2 separate regions of the Scleropages formosus genome follow, and region 2 is linked to region 1. A link is a contact called in public Hi-C data. All regions are on one chromosome and are shown on one strand. The core of a region is the stretch at or near the end of the contact, and the rest is flanking DNA. Distances in the headings are between cores, read along the strand shown. Region 1 holds the start of LOC108939462 (catechol O-methyltransferase domain-containing protein 1). Region 2 holds the start of LOC108939622 (adenosine kinase-like).

The links. A called contact is a pair of places that touch in the nucleus more often than the background predicts.
Region 2: a contact with region 1 is called in a Hi-C map of muscle, with 2.5 times the contacts expected there. The contact joins the promoter of LOC108939622 here to the promoter of LOC108939462 in region 1. A contact is called at or near these places in 2 of 2 Hi-C or Micro-C datasets (both in muscle).

What each region holds. Positions count from the first base shown.
Region 1 is chr24:20,546,881-20,552,345 of fSclFor1.1, forward strand. LOC108939462 (catechol O-methyltransferase domain-containing protein 1) reads left to right here and starts at 2,694. Exons shown (of 7, transcript XM_018760826.1): 1 at 2,694-2,859; 2 at 3,965-4,098; 3 at 4,476-4,581; 4 at 5,097-5,215. The coding sequence starts at 3,991.
Region 2 is chr24:20,772,106-20,777,570 of fSclFor1.1, forward strand. LOC108939622 (adenosine kinase-like) reads right to left here and starts at 2,069. Exons shown (of 11, transcript XM_018761073.2): 1 at 1,944-2,069. The coding sequence starts at 1,963. LOC108939667 (vinculin) reads right to left here. Exons shown (of 22, transcript XM_018761173.2): 20 at 4,928-5,131; 21 at 4,631-4,735; 22 at 2,691-4,528. The coding sequence ends at 4,382.

The DNA of each region.
Region 1 (5,465 bases), core at 1,444-3,943:
AACTAAAACGCCCTACAAAAGGGGTATAGTTCTGAATAATCCATTTCAATTCTTTAGCCATGGAATGTAGCCTCAAACTTGTCATCCGTCAAGATGTGACTTGTCACTTGACTGAGAAATGAAGACCTTCTCAGAGCATTGCATAAATGAGTAAAAGGAATATCCACATTTATCCCCCACACAGCAGCATGTGCTACCAGATTTGCCATGGAAAGCAAAAAACACATATGTCCTTGAGCTCCATTATGGATGGCACAGATCTTGATATGAATGAAACTTCAAACATTAGACCACATGTGAGACATTTCATGTTCACACCTTCCTAAATTTTGATCACAAGTGTTTTGTAAATACACCATCACATCCAGTAAATTGAGAACTAATAACTCATGAATTTGATAGAACTCAGTAGTTCTCAGTAGTTAAGGAATAATAGTGCATATACTGTATACTTAAAACTATAACATTCACACAAGTGCATGTACAAAAAAGAGGAAAACAAAAAGTTGAAGACTTAATTGCCATAATTTTTTTTTTTTCATTTTTTTTTTTTTTTTTTTTTTAAAAAGAAAGAAATCCAGGATCCACCATTTGGAATTCTAGACATACCAGTATCAGAAGCGCACACACATTAAAATGTCTCAATACTTCTTAATTTGTGTGGAAGACATACTGTACAAAGAAAGACTTGATCTAACAGTAACTTGAGTAAATAGAGGAACTCTTGAAGGTGATAGCTTTGGCAACACTGCCACTCACTGTACGAAAGCATGCAGCACACACATACACAAACAACCAGCAGAAATACTTGCCGTCACTAAAACTGAAATATTTCATCTTGCCAGGTTTTTCTGTTTCTCATTTGGAATATCCCAAATCAAAAAGAGAAATTTTAAAAATCAAAACATATTGTTTATTACAATATACTATTTTAATCCAATTCAAATCTGAAGTTCCTTGTATTTTATTTATATTTTTAATTATATTTTTGTTGAACATTTAGTTCAACAAAAGTAGCAGTAACTACTAAATGCAGACTATAACAAACAACTATCTTTATGAAGAGCCTATCTACATATAAGTGTTTATAGCACATTTTTGCTCAAGTTGACTAAAAAAAAAAAACAAACATTTTTTGTATTTTTGTATCAAATTCAACAAGACACCATGTAGTCTAGAAAAAAGAGGAAAGGCCTGTCTTGGCACAACAATGTTCCTTACTGTGTATTAATGTAGTACGGTGACAGCCAGAAGCAACAAAGAAAAAAAAAAAACAGCAGAGGGGCTGAGAGAAAAACGAGCACGGAGTTTCTACATTTCCCCCTGCAGATGGCAAGATACATCTTTTCATTGCTATACCGACAGGGAGAGTAGCTAAGGGACCAGGCCCTGTCTGTAAAATGTGCCGGGGAACAGTAGGTACTTGGCACAAGCAGCAGAAACAATTAGTGTCACACAAAGAGGGCCGTGGCTGCGGGGAAGACGGGAGATGTGAGTGCGCAGCTTAATGTGTTCAGAGAGGAGACCTGAGACAAACACACTCACTCCCAGGCATTATTCCTCATCATTACGCATATCAACTAGGCTTCCTCTCCTCTCTCTTTTCGCTCTCCAAGGCACCACTTGCTTAATTGACGTGTATTTCTGTGTTAGGAACACGTCTGCATCCACGCATTCTTAATTATGGATTGGCGGAGGGCATGTGTCCAATGAGGACCCCCCCCATCTCAATTTTCCATTCATATCTACATAATTTTATTACACCCCAAGTGAGGGAGAAATGAGATCAATTGAGAGACAAAGTTGCTGTCATAACTTCTAATCAAATGTAATTGTTCAGGTGTACACCTTATTTGTATTCTGCTTTTAAACAAGGGGAATGCATAAAAAGTTCATGTCAGCATTGAAAGAAATTTTCCACAAATAATAATTCACGGTAATACAACTTGATATATATTACTTCATTACAGTTAATTACTGTGAGTTTGACCTGGAAACCATCAGTATTCTAGTTCTCATCCTTATTCAGTAATCTCTCACATAATTACAGTTGTAGCTACAGTAAGAATAGGAATAATTTGATAAAGGATTAACAGATTACAATACATACAGGTAAACAGCTTCAGTTTTTTTAAATAAACTATCTGTTAAATTTCAACTTTTTTCACGCTTTAACTTGTAATGGATAATTCCACTTGTAAGGGCATCAAGAAATATTCTGATCAACTCAACATTTTATATTAGGGGTTAATGCATCTGATGCATAGATTAACATCCAAGCAATAACTTTGCTTGCTAGATCACTACCATGTGACTTAAAAAAAAAAAAACAGCAAGTAAAGACTGAGTGTTCATCTTTCAGCAAGTGTTTTAAATGGCACCTTTGATTTTCATTTAATTACTACTTCAAAGTTGAATTCCATATTTCCTTCAGCAACTTGAGTAACTTTAAAAGTTCATAAGTAGTACTGGGAAATTGCAGTTTAATACTATCAATCATGTTTATATGACTATAACAAAGGTGATGCATACTGCAAGTATAACGTAAGTAATTAAGGGCCATCTATTATAACGCAGCAAGGCTATAAATGAGCCTAACTACCCTTTTCACTCTGCCATGACAAAGCAGGAACAAGCAGTACCGCAATCGTTACAGGGTTCTGCCCACTAACGTCACAACTGTCCTTCACAATCGCATTGCCATTTTGACTAATACAGACAACTGGAGAGTTTGAAGGACACCTGGGAGGAGTGTTTTAGGGGACAACTGGTAGTGTAGTAGTTACAGCTACTGCACTGCCTTCAGAACCAAGGTCTCAGGTTCGATTCCCACCTCCGGCTGTAGTACCCTTGAGCAAGGTACTTACTCATTTTGCCGTTTCATTTCGCCTTTCGGAGCCATTTTACGGTGGGTGGTGACGGCGTCCAGTGACTGGAGAAAAACTGGTAATTCAGCAGCGCGCCGCTTGTGTGTCTTGTGCAGTGAGTATATAATTAATTAATGGACTTAGTTTACACGTCGCCGGGACTCACGACTACACGCCACGATTACGAGTGCCATTTGACGATATTAAGAAGTCATACTTTGTGGCTAAATCGTTTGTATATTTTAGTTATATGTAATGTTGTCCTGGAAGATGAACCAGAAAAATTAGTCAGTCAGTGTGAGTACTTAGAAGTTAGATAAATAAACTAGCGTGCGTAGTACTTACTTCCGATTTTAAAGTCTGTATTCTATTTCCCCGATATTCGCGGCGTTTATACACCTTACACGAAAAGAAAATTAATTAGTAGGCTGGTTTAATGGCGCTAGTAGAAACGTTCATATTTTACTAATGGATTAGTCATTTTTGTCTATTTACCAAGAACACACAACAACGATCACCTGACAAACGCCACCCCCCTCTACCCCACACTCTCAAGTATACGCGCCACATAAAACGGTGACCGGCGCTCCGCCTTTGGTCGGATTGTTCATTTGAGAGAATATTCCGTACGTGGCGGTAAAATGTCCCCGTCCGGAAATCCGGAAACCATGCGATGGACAGAGTAAAGCGCTGCCGTGAAGTGCCCATGTCGCGGCTTGTCCATATGCACTGCTGGGCGTCGCCCTAGTCACCGGCTACTGCCAGTCAGTGTCGTCTTTCCTGGCCTCCGCAGCGGTGAAGGTTTAACTATCGTACCCAGGGGAGGGGACACAGCAGCCAGGATGGGACTCCAGTCTGTCGCAAGGCACCCCAAGCGGGACTCGAAACCCAGACCCACCAGCGGAGAGCGGCAGGCACAGACAGGCCAAACCCGCTGCGCCACCGTGCCCCCATGACAATACATGTACACGTAACTAAATCACATGTACAGTCAAGTTTTTCCATACTGACAGGTCTTCTTTAAAATAAAGCCTTAGAGAACTTTGTTGTGTTTTTTAACCACAATATGCTACGTTACACATGTTCTTTCTCACAAGGGAAAAGCTGCCTCTCATCTGTCAGCATGAACATTTTCAAGAGCCACAGCGCCGGTGCTAAAGACAACCCCCTGATGCAGTATGTGCTCAACCACTCCATGAGGGAACACCCCGTGCTGAAGCAGCTCAGACTGGTAATTATTTCACCTCCTAGGACAAGACGCCAGTCCTAACAATGCTGACAAAACCTAAGAGGATCAAAAATACATCAAATTGGTCGTGCCCATGCATAAGCAATTTGACATGGTTGAGGAAAGTACCACAATATGGCCAGTAGATGGCAGGCTCTTCACAAAAATTAAACATCACACTGGTAATATAGTTTGGCGATTTTTCCATGTATAATCGTAATTTGCTGCTGTTCTCTATGGACAGCGGTGTCTGACAGCTATTGTACTTAACACGCACACATTTATTAGATGGGTTTTGTTTTGGCCTAATGTATATTGATATATACAAGCAGTTAGTACTACATACCATTAAAGGCTGTGTTTTTTCTAACTTCTTGTAGAAGACATTTGAAAATCCCTATAACTACATTATGGTTCCTTGTGAACAATCTCAGTTCATGGCCAACCTAGCGAAGCTGATCAAAGCTAAGAAAGCAATTGAGATTGGTATGTATTGCTCTCCATTTCACTTTCTCATGGACAATCTCTGAAAATACTAACACAGACAACCCAGTTGCACCCTTTGCTCTTGATAAAAGTATAGCATGCTATACAGACCATATTAAACAGGTCTAATTAAATGATTGAACACCCAGGACAGTCTGCAGTTTGGCTGATACAGTGATTTTATACAGACTGCTGCCAGAATATAAATCAAGAAGTCCATTCAGTGGCCACATGGAATAACTAGTAGGGTACATTAGAAGGAGTAAAATTAAGTATATTTGGAGGCCTTTCTGGATAGATACATTGTCACATTACTTCCCATCAAACATAAGGTGAAAAAATACTTTTCCTTGAAAAAAAATACATGCATACCCATGGCCACTTCTTTATTTAGCAAGTGTCCTTTCAGGCACATACAAGCATAACAAAACAGCAAAAAAGATGCCACCAGCATTTCTCCACACAGGAGTGAACCCCACACACATATATTTGCCAGTAACTACTGTCTGTTCCAGGAGTGTACACTGGGTACAATGTTCTAAATATAGCCTTGGCATTGCCCGAAGATGGTTGTATTGTGGCCTGCGACATCAATGAAAACTATGCCAATATTGGCAAGCCTTTCTGGGCAGAGGTAAGCAAAGTTTACTTATCAAGATTTACTGTCTGAAGCAACATTTCAAATGGGTTTTTTTTCCCCCCTCTTCAATATGACAGTACTATAGGTGAGATGAGAAAACCTGTTTTACGTTTCAACTTGCATTGCTGCAATGAGTGTAAATGACTTGCCGTATCAGCTCTTCTAACAGAATCATGAACCTGGGGGAAAAAGTTGTTACAAATGGTCCTCACTGTTTTAAAACTGGGGGCACATGATGTATGGT
Region 2 (5,465 bases), core at 819-3,318, 220 kb after region 1:
CTGATTATATCTGTAAACAAACCATGATTTGCTGAGCTAGAAAATACAGAAGATTATTAATGTTAAGACGGCGTGCTTCTGCAAGAAATTTGTGAAGCACATCAGTCTGTTGACGGAGAGATCAATTCAGCAAATCCAAAGAGCATACCTAATTCGCCAATTGCAATACCAATAATAATAACTGTTATTCCAGAATGATACGAGTTCACAAGTGTAACAGCTGACAGAGGGACAGTGCAGTGAGAGCAGGTGAAGACAAGCTGAAGAAGACATGATGGACAGGCAAAGCCCTCATGCCCGCACACACACTTGTGTCCATGTGAGGTGGTGTGTGTTGCCCATGCCAACAGGTGTGGCCCAGGGGAGCGTGAGTGCGCGCGCCCAGTGCCTGTGTGTGTGCACGAGACAGTCGAGTCGGTGCCTGAGGAGAACCGCGCCGTTACACACTGTGTGAGCAGCACAATTGTGGCGTTTTTCTAAAATGAAATAGTAGTTATGAAAATAAATAATAATACTAAGCAGAACTTCCAAAAATCCAAATTAAAGACTCATACAGTCACTAACTAGGGAAAAATATTAGACAATGAATGATCACGAGAACCTCTCACGAGTCGTGTGTGACTAAAACTGAGCAAAGACGAAAATTCGATGCTTCTCTCTTTGCATGATAAAATGTAGGGAACGTTGCTGTTTACACTGCAGGTTAAATACAAATACCCGTGCGAAAACACACCCTCAAAAACATGGCTTTGAACGAATTTTTGCGACGTGAGGCGATTTACCGTAGAAACGGCATGCTTTCGGATGCTTTGCCCGGGCAGGCGGTGCTCGCGGAGTCTCGCGCTGCTGTCCTCGCGTCACGGCTCTCGCGCTGGCCGAGTGAACGTTCCGCAGCAACTGTCGAGTAAAAGCGGAACCCTTTGGCTCCGCGTGCCTTCCAGTCTGATTGGACGAGGCCCGAGTGGGAGGAGCGCGCAGTTTGACAGCGCCTCGCAATCAAGAGCGTCTCCTCCTCACTCCCTACCTACCGTTATGTCACGCGTCGCCGTGCATCCCGCAAAAACGTCAAATGTAGCTCGCTTACTTCAAACATGTTTACGGAAAAGCGCAAGAAAGGCGCCATTTGCAACTAAAACTTTCGTACATGTACGACATCAGTATGTAATTACGCAGCTATTATTTGCAATAGTAGGTGAGGGAAGAAGTGTTTACTACGTCCCAAATTCACAGCTTAGTTAACGGTTAACCCCCAACACAGAGTAGCAAAGATGAAATCTCTGCATGGAAAGTCTTTCAACGATAGGCCTACACTTCAGTTTGGTAATGTGCTCATCCATGGTTTAATACGGTAGTTATACGGTAACTTGTGAAACGCAACGTAACGCGAGGGAACGCTTTCCTACACGGTGAATGAAACACACGGAACGAGGCGGGGCTAATAGTTGCCTAATAAGCGCAGAATGGGCGGGGCTATGTGTAGCCTGACACGCGCAGATAGGCGGGGCACACCTCAACCGAATGACATTAAAGCCACAGACAGGACTTTTCCCCTGGGAATACATATTAAAATTATGGAAATTTTGTACAATGTACAGCTTTGGAGAAGCAAAACATCAGACTTTGCGTTTTTCTGACTATAGAGTATAGCACACTGCTTCCTACTAGTGTTAACAGCCCCAGGTCCATTACTTATATATATTTTAATCACAATGACATGAATGAATAGTCCTACCTATCTATGTTTTTGCAGCATCTGGAATAATATTATCCAATTTTCTATCCCACAAACCAACACAAATGAAGACCTAGCATTCTGGGTCACTGCTGTAAACAGCTGGTAACGTAGACGTGGTTGGAGCTACTGCAGCGAGCTCCTCCATCTAGACTAGACAATAGTTCTATCTACCGAAGGTAACGCCCCTTGCAGCTAAGTCTCACTTTACCTGAGTTTCTTTTTATCCATGTTTGAAGTTTCTCCGTCTAAGTCTGTCTGCTGCCATGGTCAGGACGCTGTCCCGGCATCAACACATGTCACCTGGGGCAGAGCGCTGACGATCCAGGTCCTTGCTGCCTGCGTCATCCACTAACGTCACCACGTAGGGCACGTTGCCGTGTGACGTCACGCACCACGCTGGGCGGCCTGGACCCATGACGGCGGACGGACGAGCTGGGCGAAGAGAGAAGCGATCAGTTTCGCTGCTCTTTGTTCTGATCGTCCGATTCCGAAGAGGCGTCTTACATCCTCCTTTGTGTTTTATCACTGATGAACTACAGGTTCTTCATATGTCCTTCTAGTATTAAATCTACCTTGCATATTATGCTTGTTTAGTAAATTTGAAAGATTGCACCATGAGTGGAATAAAACATAATTGGTGCCTCAGTGTAGAGAAATATAGGACAGAGTGAGTTTCTCAGAGGAGCAGCTACTCGGTGTACAAAAAGATGCATATTTTGCCACATTTTATGAAACATAGATGTAATGGATTGTATTTAATGAACATTAGTATTAAGCTTTCTTACATGGTAAAAAGAGAAAAGATTAATAACTTCTCACTCTTGGTCACACTCTTAGTAGTAGTACCACAATTCATTTGAGCTGCATGGAGAAGTTTTATAAAAAATAGACAAAAATAAAAAAAAAAAAACACAGCTTAAATGTTATAAAATCCTTTATTATAAGAGCATGTCAAATGGAACAATTTAAACAGAAAAAATTTAGGACGATCAAAGGAGTCTGACAATCTGGATTAATTATTGAACCCAAATACCATACACTTCTATGAATATATGTTGTTAAAAACCAAAGCACATACCTTTTAGACTATTAAACTTTTACTGAAGGCACCATGGTATGTAGATTAGACAGGTTTAAGGAATATTATAGAACAAATAATATACATTCAGTCTGCAGCATGTTCTTTGAAACACAATCCTTAGCCAAAGTCACATCTTCAATGACCATCTAACATCTTGGTGAATTCAATTTATTACAGTTATATTTAACTTCTGTGCATAATTTAGGATCCATTGTTCTAGTCTCGAAGAACCTTTTATGGCTTCATTTATGAAATATTTAATATATTACCGATCATCTATTTATCGAAAAATTCTAACCTTGAAGAGTAATTTAAGAGGCAGCAATAATAAATAACTGAAACTGGAGTGAATGGCATGCAGGCCTCATTTGTACAGTCCTCCAAGAAATGTGATTTTAATTGTATTCTCTTCCCCTTTAAAGCACAGATTTATTACTAGGAATCACACAACTTGATGAAATTGTTATAGCACAGTTTTATACTACTAACATGAGCTGGGCTTGAACTGTGGATAAACCTGTATGTATGATAACCAAAAATTAAGAGACAGCAAATGGTCAACAAATGGTATTTGAATAATTAATCAAAGTAATTTCACTAAATTCATAGCAACACAAAGATGCAAATACAGTCTTAAATATTGTTTACTGTTTTAGGACAGGCTAAACCTAAATAATGATTTGTAACTCATTTATGTTTCAAAGAATCTATATGTTACAGGAACAAAAAATTAACACACAAAAACTTCTGTCAAGGTCCTTAATAAACTACCACTTAGTGTTCACCGATATTACAAAAAAACACAATGAAACAAATTCTTTGGCATAGTTTTTGACACAGTTTGTGAAATAAGAAAGATGGGTAAATACTGTATTGCTGAAACAAGCCATTCAAAAGCACTTTAATTTACCTTGTTACATAAAACTCACATTGACAGCAGTGTTTTCTATAGTTATGATAGAACAATGTAAATTAGGAATACGGTTTGAAAATTGTTTGGTGTAAAGTCTATATTTATATATTCATTATCTTCAAGCAAGTGAAGCACAAGGCAAGTACAGACAGGAGTGTACAAGAATTATTGAAGATAATCCTGATATTTAAACTGCAGTAATATGCAATACTGTTCTAAAAAAAGCTTTCTTCTTCATGCAGATTCAGACAGACTTGTTAGACATGTAACAAGTAATATCTTGATACCAAAAATATAATCTCCAAATATATATACATACAGTATATACCTGGGATTTTGTAATCACACCAGAATGTGAACACAAAAATAATTCTAATTTTGCTTTTTAAAAAAGTATATCCAGCAAAAACAAAATCTGAATCTACTGAAAGAAAGAAGGGGCAGATTAATGAGGTTTTCTGAAATCTAACAAGTTCTTTAGCCACTGTTTAAAAAATTTTTTTTTTTTTTTTTTTAAATTTTCTTTTTTTTGTGTCTCCATAAAGGGGTTGTGGGGATCGTTTTCGGCAAAGTGTGAACAAGGACGTGTCCTCAGTCCACTCCCTGCTCGGAGGGACGTGGTCTCCCACGGTCTCCCGCTCACAGCATGAGCTTACTGGTACCAGGGGGTCTTTCGCACCCAACGCAGTGTGAACCCCGCGTCCGTCCGGATCTTAATGGAAGCTGCTTCTGCCTCTCTCACAGTCTCCTTCACAGATTGCATCAGGTTCTGGGCATTGTGGACCAACATCTCCGTAGCCTTAACGGATGGAAACGGAATTTTTTAAAGGATCACGCGTTGCTTTAAGCGTGTACACGTTATCTGCATTGTGCCCACCCCCCTCTGGTCCATGATGCTCACCTGCTCAGACTCCTCCTCGCTGATGTTAGTGCGACCTAGCATGGTGGCCTTCACTGTGGACAGGATCTTCAGCTGTGTGCTGATAGTGGGGATGCGCTCGCACACCTGAAGAAACGCGAGCACAGCGACGCACATTGCACTCGTGACATTTGGAAGCGAATTGAAACCATTGTTTGAAAGTTCACCGAAAAGGCCGAGAACACTTTTAAGTTCACGGTCACAGTTATTTTAAAAGCATGACTATACACTGTAAGACGTGCGCTTGTCTTTATTGTTTCTATCATTAAACCTGCTGACCTGGAGCAGGTTGGTGCGGATGCGCTTGTCCGTGCACTGCTTGGCCACCTCCTTGGCCAGCCGGGTGACTTCATCAGAGGCCTTGGCGATGTCCTTGGCACACTGGATGAGGGCACGCTTGTTGCCGCTGCCCCCTCGCACCAGGCGGGACATCTCTGCCATGAGCAAGGCCATACGCTTGGCCGCACCGATGATGTCATTGCCCTGCGGTGCACAGCGTACAGTCAGTAATGACGCGAAGTACGGAATCCCTAAGAAGGTCTACATGACAAACTGAAATCAAGCTCGCTAGATTTGCTTGAAGAAAAGTACATCAGAAAATATCAGGAAGCTTGTAACATACTGTACTGGCGGTTAAAAACTGCACTGAGATATAATGCAGTTTAAGTGATTTGACAGGCAATGTAACTTTTAAAAATTATTTGACTTCTCAGTCATACTATAACTACACTATAAAGTAATATAGCCTTTTACCGAAAATAGACCCAGAGCAGAATATCACTGTTCACTATTCAAAAATTTTGAGATGGGAAAGGGG